Regions from separate parts of the Pan troglodytes genome. Here regions 1 and 3 are each linked to region 2. Evidence: chromatin contacts called from public HiChIP or PLAC-seq data. All regions are on one chromosome and are shown on one strand. The core of a region is the stretch at or near the end of the contact, and the rest is flanking DNA. Distances in the headings are between cores, read along the strand shown.

What was found. HiChIP or PLAC-seq counts read pairs in DNA pulled down with a chosen protein or histone mark.
Region 1: a contact with region 2 is called in an H3K4me3 HiChIP or PLAC-seq map of stem cell-derived excitatory neurons, with 6 times the contacts expected there. The contact joins the promoter of KLHDC2 here to the promoter of DNAAF2 in region 2. A contact is called at or near these places in 2 of 7 Hi-C or Micro-C datasets (blood and stem cell-derived neural progenitor cells) and 1 of 1 datasets of contacts at active chromatin or transcription factors (stem cell-derived excitatory neurons).
Region 3: a contact with region 2 is called in an H3K4me3 HiChIP or PLAC-seq map of stem cell-derived excitatory neurons, with 4 times the contacts expected there. The contact joins the promoter of NEMF here to the promoter of DNAAF2 in region 2. A contact is called at or near these places in 1 of 7 Hi-C or Micro-C datasets (stem cell-derived neural progenitor cells) and 1 of 1 datasets of contacts at active chromatin or transcription factors (stem cell-derived excitatory neurons).

The regions. Positions count from the first base shown.
Region 1 is chr15:47,784,244-47,787,051 of NHGRI_mPanTro3-v2.0_pri, forward strand. KLHDC2 (kelch domain containing 2) reads left to right here and starts at 1,432. Exons shown (of 13, transcript XM_054666512.2): 1 at 1,432-1,584. The coding sequence starts at 1,432.
Region 2 is chr15:47,639,615-47,642,768 of NHGRI_mPanTro3-v2.0_pri, forward strand. DNAAF2 (dynein axonemal assembly factor 2) reads right to left here and starts at 1,778. Exons shown (of 3, transcript XM_509930.9): 1 at 1-1,778. The coding sequence starts at 1,346.
Region 3 is chr15:47,868,953-47,871,970 of NHGRI_mPanTro3-v2.0_pri, forward strand. NEMF (nuclear export mediator factor) reads right to left here and starts at 1,485. Exons shown (of 32, transcript XM_054666511.2): 1 at 774-1,485. The coding sequence starts at 832.

The DNA.
Region 1 (2,808 bases), core at 182-2,681, 140 kb after region 2:
TTGAGGGCACCAACCAGGGTGAATGGCAGATAAGGTCTTAACAGCCTCAAGGTGATTTGCTTCCTTGTTGAAGGCTTTAATTAATCCTCTTAAGTAACTTTCAAGTTCTTGAGTTCAAGTAAACACATTGGCACACTAGGGGAGGAGTGGCAGGCTATAAGCATTTTAATAATTAAAAAAAAAAAAAAAGCCTTTTATTGTTCAAAGTGTTCCTTTTCTACGGAGTGCTCCCAACCAGAAGATGAGGGAAATGGAGATAATGAAACACGTCCCTCCTACCAAACACGATAAATTCTAGAGGCACTGTAAGATCAAGAATTTAAGATTATTTTTGTCCCACCCTATTTTACAGGTGAGGTATCAAGCACAGTAACTCGTAATTTTATTTTGGCCCAATTGAAAGGTATCATATAAAATAAGAGAAAGCTGTGTGTGCGTGAAAAGGATCCGCCTTTCTTTCTGAAGAAAAGGGTGGTTACGGCTTCGGAAACGCTTTTCAAGCCAACTCTGCAGCCCGGCTGGCGGCAGCAGCGGCGGCGGCGGCAACGTCAGATTCCTGCAGAGGCGGCGCCCGGCAGGGGCGGCAGGAGCTCAGGAGAGGCCGCCGAGGATCGGGCTGGGCCCCACGTGAGAGCTAAGCGACTGCCCTCGCGCCCGCAGAACAGCAGGGCCTGCATCGACTCTAAGGCGAGACCAGAAACTTGCTAGTGGAGCAATTCTGGTGCCCCTGCCCGGGCTGTGAACCCTCTGAGATCATCCCTCAATCAAACGAATAGAAATCCTCGGGAAGAAAAAAAAAAATTGCGGCAATCCGGCTAAAATTCAGCAGCTTTCAGGGACCGATTCAGGACATTATCCCTGCGGTTCCCTCAGTGAAAGGAGACTCGAAGCGCGACTGGAAGTCGCCGGGCCCCATAGAGCTGCGGTGCCCAGGCCGTAGGCGGAGGCGCGGGCAGAGGCGGCGGCGGCGGCTGGAGGACCCGGCGCTGGGGGCGCTGAGCGGCAGCCTCGCTTCCGGAGCTCGGCGGGTGGCGTCAGCGGAACGGGCGGCGTCAGCGGAACGGGCGGCTTCCGGCCGCGGCGTAAACAAGGCCGTGGACTGCAGGAGGCGGGGCGGACGGGCTGCAAGAGGGAGCCGGCCCGACGCGGACCGCTTCCCTGCAGTGCCCCGAGTCCCGGGCCCGCGCCGCCGCCGCCTGGCTCCGCTCGCGGCCCTGCTGTCTGCAGGCGTGCCCCGGCGGCGGCGGAGAGCCGTCCTCGGCCGAGGAGGCTGGGAAACTCGAGCGCAGGCGGCAGAGAGGCCTCAACGCCGTCCCTTTCGCCACCGCCTTCTCCTTGCCTCGCGCCGCTGTGCATTTCTCTCCTTTTCCTTTGTTTCTTTGGCCCCTCGCGGGTGTGGGCATTGTTGGTTAGCAAAAGTGCAGCCTCAAGATGGCTGATGGCAACGAGGATCTGCGGGCTGACGACTTGCCTGGGCCAGCCTTCGAGAGCTATGAGTCCATGGAGCTTGCCTGCCCCGCTGAGCGCAGCGGCCACGTAGCCGTCAGCGACGGGCGCCACATGTTCGTCTGGGGCGGCTACAAGGTCAGTGAGTGGCCGGGCCGCGACGGACGTCGCTCGGCTGTGACTCGGGTCTGCGTTCGCGGCCAGGCGGGGAGGCCAGAGCGGGCCGCGGAGGGCGCTCCCCGCCTGCGTCGCGCGCCCCACCTCAGACTCTGCCCGTTGGTTGTTTTTTTTTTGCGCGCGGGAATCTTCCTTCTCTCGAGTCCCCCAACCCGTCTCGAACCTCCAGGGCTGCTGTCATGTCACCCTGGTGCTCACAAAGCCAACTCACTCCCACCCCCGTTGTTGCCATTGGAGCGTTATTCCGGGGAAGGTCCTGTTAATGTTGCTTGGGCGGTGCATTCGGAAGGGTTGGGGTGTGAAAGGTGACGGTGTGTGATATCACTCAGACGCGTTATGAGGACGGCCTACGAGGACTTCACCCTCTGGAGCTGGGAACCGCTGCCCACTTACAGGGAGGCCGAGGCGTAGGAAAACTGGAATTCCAAAAGGTTACAGGAACCACCTTATTCAGCCTTCCCGCCTGTGCAAATGGCCATCAGGACTGTTTTCCTTCTGGCTTCAGCTGGGTTGAAGTTTTTCAGCAGACACCCCTATTAAGATAATGGAAAAGCTCCACCAGTAACCAAAAAATCCCCAGCATCAAATGAACTACAGAGTGCAGCTCTTTGACTCTCCGATCCCCTGGTTATAAACAACGTGATTAGTTAGCAGTTTAAAGCCAGTTGCCATTCTTTACCCTGCTAACCTCGGAAATCTAGAATTTTATTTGCTAGGATGGCTCTGAGCCAGTCCTACCACAAAATTCCTCTTTGGTCTTGAAAATGTTCTCCGCCCTCCCCACGCCCGTGCCTTGGATGACTTGCTTTGTGATTGTTTTTAGCTTATGGTACAGCTGACTTGATCATAGTTGACCATTTTTGAGATAGCTTTCAAAGATAGCTGTCCTGATACTTTAATTTGGTTTAACTGCAAAAGTAATTTTTTGCCAATCCTAATGAATCTGCAGTGTTTTCCCCAGTTTCCAATGAATGTGGTTAGAAAATAGAAAGGGGGCCGGGCGCGGTGGCTCACGCCTGTAATCCTAGCACTTTGGGAGGCCAAGGTAGGTGGATCAGCTGAAGTCAGGAGCTCGAGACCAGCCTGGCCAACATAGTGAAACTCCGTCTCTACTAAAAATACAAAAAAAAAATTAGCCTGGCGTGGTGACGGGCGCCCTAATCCCGGCTACTTCAGAGGCTAAGG
Region 2 (3,154 bases), core at 528-3,027:
CCCGGCGGTGACCCCGCGTGCCTGCTCAAGTCCTGCTCCCCCGGCTTGGGGACACGCTCCTCTCCAGCTGCGGCCGGCGGAGGCGCCACCTCCGGGTCGCCCAGGGTGGTGACCCCGGAGCCCGCAGCCCCAGCCACGCAGGTATCGTGGCCTCCGTCCTCGGCGCGACTCCCCGCGGGTCCCGCCTCCCCCTCGCGAGCGGAAGCGCAGGCCTGGCCGTCAGTTCCGGACCGGTCCGCGGACTCTTCCGGCGCGGCGGCGGCGACGGTGACAGCGGGCTCCCGGCGCGCGGCCGGCAGCACCACTGGCAGCGTAACCACCAGCTGCCGCCGGGCCTTGTTGAATTGTGCCTTGCCGCGGCCATCGTCCACTGGGTACGGGAGCGAGAGCCGCAGCCGATAGTCAGGTTTCCTCGAGTCGAGGCACAGCAGCTTTCTCGTGACCTCCAGCGCCGCCTGCTCGGCCGAGCGCAACAGCGGCAGTTCGATGGTGATCACCAGCTCATGGGGCACGGGGCTCGGGGCTGAGTCCCTGGAGCAGCGGTAATCCTGGAGGTCCACGTGGTGGCGCTGCACCACGCTGTAGCGAGGCTCGGTGGGGGCGGGCTGCAAGGCCGCTTCCGGAGGGGAGGGCGGCCGGGGCCCGGGGGCTGCCGGGTACTGGTAAGGGTAGGGGAAGTCCGGGAGAGGACCCTTCGGCTCCCCGTCAGGCCTTGCGGGGATGACCCCGGGCAGGGGCGTGCGCAGCACCGCAGCCTCTGGGGTCCCCTTATACTTGGCCTTCAGGGTCTTGGCATTCCTGCGGTCCAGCTTCACGCCGAACTGCTTCTCGACGGCCTCCAGGGCCGTAGCGTCCAGCATCTGGCGGAAGCCCTCGTGCCGCCGGGCCAGCGCAAGCGCGTCTGGATGGAAGACCACGTCGTAGACCATGTAGCGGCTGGTGCTGCGCCCCGCGTACTCGCGGCCGGGCGCCAGGCTGTAGGGCAGGGACCAGTGGCTGCCAGGAGCTGCGCCCCGGTCGCCACCGGAGCCGGGCCGGCTGCTGGGCGCGCCCACCAACGCGTTGCTGCAGACGTTCACAAAGCAGCGCCGCGCCCCGTCCAGGCTGGTGCGCAGCACATGGCCGGGCTCCGGGTGCACGAACCGCACTTCCACCCCGCGCTCACGCTCTAGCGCGGTGATCTCCGCCTCGTAGCGCCGCCGGTTCTCCGGATCGGTGAGCTCCTCGGCGTACTGGGAGAACATTCGCCGGAACTCCGGGTCCTGGAAGGCGGAGGTGAGCCGCTGAACCTCCTCTCCGCTCAGGTCCAAGTCCTCCAGCGACGAGGAGGCCGCCGCTTTGGCCATACTGTCCTATGGCTCCTCGCCCTCGGGCCAAAGGGGATCAGTCTGACACTGGGTTGGGGGATCCGCCTCAGAGTCTCTGGGCAGCGGACAGTGACGCGGTGGAGGTCGGTAACGGCTGGAAAATTGAGCCTTGAGCAGCGCGTGCTTGTTGTCATAGTTACACCACTAACATTCGGGAGGAGGGGTAGAGATCATGGTGGAATAGGCCGGGCGCGGTGGCTCAGGCCTGTAATCCCAGCACTTTGGGAAGCCTAGGCGGGCGGATCACGAGGTCAGGAGATCGAGACCATCCTGGCTAACACGGTGAAACCCCGTCTCTACTAAAAATACAAAAAATTAGCCGGGCATGGTGGCGGGTGCCTGTAGTCCCAGCTACTCGGAAGGCTGAGGCAGGAGAATGGCGTGAAACCCAGGAGGCAGAGCTCTTGCAGTGAGCCAAGATCGCGCCACTGCACTCCGGCCTGGGCGACAGAGCAAGTCTCTCAAGGAAATCATGGTGGAATAGTGGAAATGCCAGAAATAGCCCTCTTAGATTCCTCAAACCAACCCACCACCGTACTTTGTTTTGTTTTTCTTTTTTTGAGACAGAGTCTCGCTCTGTCACCCAGGCTGGAGTGCAGTGGCGCAGTTTCGGCTCACTGCAAGCTCCGCCTCCCAGGTTCACGCCACTCTCCTGCCTCAGCCTCCCGAGCAGCTGGGACTACAGGCGCCTGCCACCACGCCCAGCTAATGTTTTGTATTTTTACTAGAGACAGGGTTTCACCGTGTTAGCCAGGATGGTCTCGATCTCCTGACCTCGTGATCCGCCCGCCTCGGCCTCCCAAAGTGCTGGGATTACAGGCGTGAGCCACCATGCCCGGCTACTTTCTCTGTTATATAGATTCCTATGCCATGGTGTAGTTACTTCTGCAGAATAACTATTGTAACTGTCATAATTTCCAGCATTACGTACATTATCCCATTCATTGTTCACACCACTTGAAGATAAAAACCTCATCCCCATTCCACAAACAAGAAGATGGGACCTGAGAAGTTGGACCAAGGTCACAGAGCCAGTGTATTCAACAGGCGAATCCAAACCTGTTTATCTGCCTTTTTTCACTTTGCTAAACCAACATTTCAATCTTTTTCGTTGTTATTGAAATAGTCTCACTCTGTCTCCCAGGCTGGCATGCAGTGGTGGGATCTCGGCTCACTGCAACCGTAGCCTCCCGGGTTCAAGCAATTCTCCTGTCTCAGCCTCCCAAGTAGCTGAGATTACAGGCGCCTGCCACCACGCCCGGCTAATTTTTGTATTTTTAGTAGAGATGGGGTTTCACCATGTTGGCCAGGCTGGTCTTGAACTCCTGACCTCAGGTGATCTGCCCTCCTCGACCTCTCAAAATGCTGGGATTACAGGCGTGAGCTACGGCGCCCGGCCAACATTTCAATCTCAGTGTTCCTCCTTTGCATTTTCTGGCGATTCCACTATCATATTTACCCAGTTAAAACTCATTTGGGGCAAGACATATGGGCAGGCTATTCATAAACAATTACCAGTGGCCCGTGAACATATAAAACTAACTTCATTAATAATAAAAATGCAAATATACCACATTTAAACTACCAAAATAGCAAAATTCTTACTGTATTTCCTTGGGGTGGGAGTAGACTTTAGTAAAATCTTTCTAGAGAGCAGTTTTGCAATTGTATCAACACCATTTATTCATTTATGTATGTATGTACATATTTTTGAGACAGGGTCTCTGTTGCCCAGGCTGGAGTGCAGCTTCAACCTCCTGGGCTCAAGCAGTCCTCCTGCCTCAACC
Region 3 (3,018 bases), core at 235-2,734, 230 kb after region 2:
ACATAAAACTACACATAATTTAATAAAAGCTCCGAAAGAGCGGATCTCAGTCTCTAAGGATATGGAGTCAGCCGAGGAGCAGAGTCTGAAAGCCATTTGGAGATTCAGTTCAAAACTTAAGAGTAACGATTTAAAAACAGAAGTGGTCTATCAGCTCTAGGAACAACACACTATAACTTGCGTCTTCCAAATGACCCAATTTTGGGGGAGAAATACAGTAAAATATAATCCAATTAATTTATTACAAAGGAGAAAAAAAAAAAGATAAAAGAGGGCCCCGAAAATATGACAAAGCTCACAGGGCTGAATAATAGAATCCAGACTAGAATCCAGATCTCAGTCCAAATCTGCTCAATCCAGCTAAAACCGCGATGCTCTCTCTCTCTCTGGGGTGAGGGGAGGGAGGTGTTCAAGAAACCAAGCCCCCGTCTGGAAACCTCTGAAGCAAACGACCACTCTGGCGTCTCGTGTTTTAACAAACGTTTCCTGCCCGACCCGGACAACCCAGGCCAACAATGCAAGAGCTTCGCGCTAGCGGGGCAAGCCAGAGAGCTGGGAGGACGCGGGGGATGGGGCACGAGGTGCCTGGGACACCCAGGGGTATCCTAAGGGTCACGGGAAAGACACCACACGCCTGTCCACTCAGGCCTAGGCAGGTCCATAGACGCACTAGGAAATAAGGAAACACATCAAGCTGGTCTGTTTGCGCCATGGGACTCCGGCCTCTGCCTCCTGCACTCCCCACACAAGCCTCGTCACTTAGGGTACTGTACCTAGCATTCAGCTCCGCGAGTACGGCGCGGAGGTCAATGGTGCTAAAGCGGCTCTTCATGGCGAGGCCCGAGGGTCACTACCGCAATTTCCTCTACTGCCCGGCCGGACTCGACGCCACTTCTCTTCCGCGCAGGCGCACTTGGCGGAGCTCTACGGCCGCGCAGAAGACCCAATATTCCTCGAGGCGAACGTATTTGTGTCGCTTTTCTGAGGATTTCGATTGTCAAGTTGCAGCTGACTCTCTTCATTGTACCAAAATTCAAATTCGAATAAAGATTCAAACTGTTCTCTTGAAGCTGCATTCCTTCCTGGAACCCTTACGGACCAGTCTGGTTACCGTGCCCCATTGTGTTTTGGGCTCAAGTCAGCCTTCATAGTGACCCCTGCTGGTCGAAACAATTTTCGAGATGATTATCAGGAGTATTTCCCCACAGGGGGGCCGTAGGGCTCAGTGTAGAAGAGCAAGGACCCCTTTCTGCGTGCTTACTTTGACATAAGATTTTGAAATGTAACGAAACGGAACTGCTTCGGTCCTTCTAAGATTATCCTCAACGATCGAGGCGAACTCTCAAAACGGAGTTCCTATTTTGATGGGTCCTGTTCTCCGAAGGAGCATTCTGCAGTTGATTACAGGATTCTCATCGAACCTCGGTCTTGGTACCCCTGAGACTCACCGCAGTACCTGGTGTACAATCGGTGCTCCATAAACACCTGGCAGCATGAATGTGCAAGTGTTTAGCTAGATAATGGTGAAATAAGATAAAAATAAAAACAAGAAGATTCCCAATGGGGGTGGGGTGGGAGGGGGGATTCACAGTGTAGTGAGGAAAATAGTCCTGTAAGAATGTAAATTCTGCATTTCTTTTGTCTTAGGATAGATGCATGGGAAGAAAGGCTACTTTATAAGGTGAGAACTCAAAAGAGGCAGGGTCTCACTATGTTGCCCAGGCTGGAGTGCAGTGGCTATTCACAGGCGCGATCCCACTACTGATCAGCACGGGAGTTTTGACCTGCTCCGTTTCCGACCTGGGCCGGTTCACCCCTCCTTAGGCAACCTGGTGGTCCCCCGCTCCCGGGAGGTCACCATATTGATGCCGAACTCAGTGCGGACACCCGATCGGCATAGCGCACTACAGCCCAGAACTCCTGAACTCAAGGGATCCTCCAGCCTCAGCCTCCCGAGTAGCTGGGACTACAGGCACGCGCCACCGCGCCCGGCGCTCGGCGTCGCTGCAAAAGAGCTGCTAGAGGCTTGCAGGCTACACATGGTAGCAACCAGAATTCCTACCACCAGAAGGCGACTCTAAACAGAAAGGGCGCCGCTGCTATTTCAGAACTGGTACCAGTAGATGCAAAAATGGCTATAGCACATACTGCACAGCATTACTGTCATACGGTACAGTAAACCATACAGAATGGCCCAAAATATGAAAGCATTGGCGAGAATGTGGAGAACAGGGAACTTTTGTATGCTGTTGATGGGAATGTAAATTAGTAGAGCCATTGTGCAAAACAGTATAAAGGCTCCTCACAAAATTAAGAATAGAATTACCATGTGATCTAGCAACAAAATCACTATCCTGAAGATATATGTTCATGTTCATTGCAGCATTATTCACAATAGCCGAGATATAGGGATAATCTACTTTTCATCAACGAATGAACGGATAATGAGTGCAAATATATATGTACACACACACACACACATACATACAGTGGAATATTAATCAGCTTTCAAAAAAGAAATAAATCTTGCTGTTTGCAACTGGCATGGATTTAACAACATGGATGAACCTGGAGGACATTATGCTAAGTGAAATAAGCCAGACATAAAAAGACAAATACTGCATGATCTCACTTATACGTGGAATCTAGAAGTTTCTCATAGAAACAGACAGCAGAAATGTGGTTTCCAGGACTTGGGATGTGGGGGAAATGGGAAGATACTGGTCAAAATGCACAAACTTTCGGTTATACGTGGAATAAGTTCTGGAGACTTAATGTACAACATGCTGATTATAGTTCATAGTAATGTACTGTATGCTTGAAATTTGCATGGGAACAGAAAACCAAATACCGTATGTTCTCACTTATAAATGGGAGCTGAATGATGAGAACACATGGACCCATGGAGGGGAACAGCACACACTGGCGCTTACCAGAGGGTGGAGAATGGGAGGAGGGAGAGGGTCAGCAAAAATAACTAATGGGTACTAGGTTTAATACCTGGGTGATGAAATAACC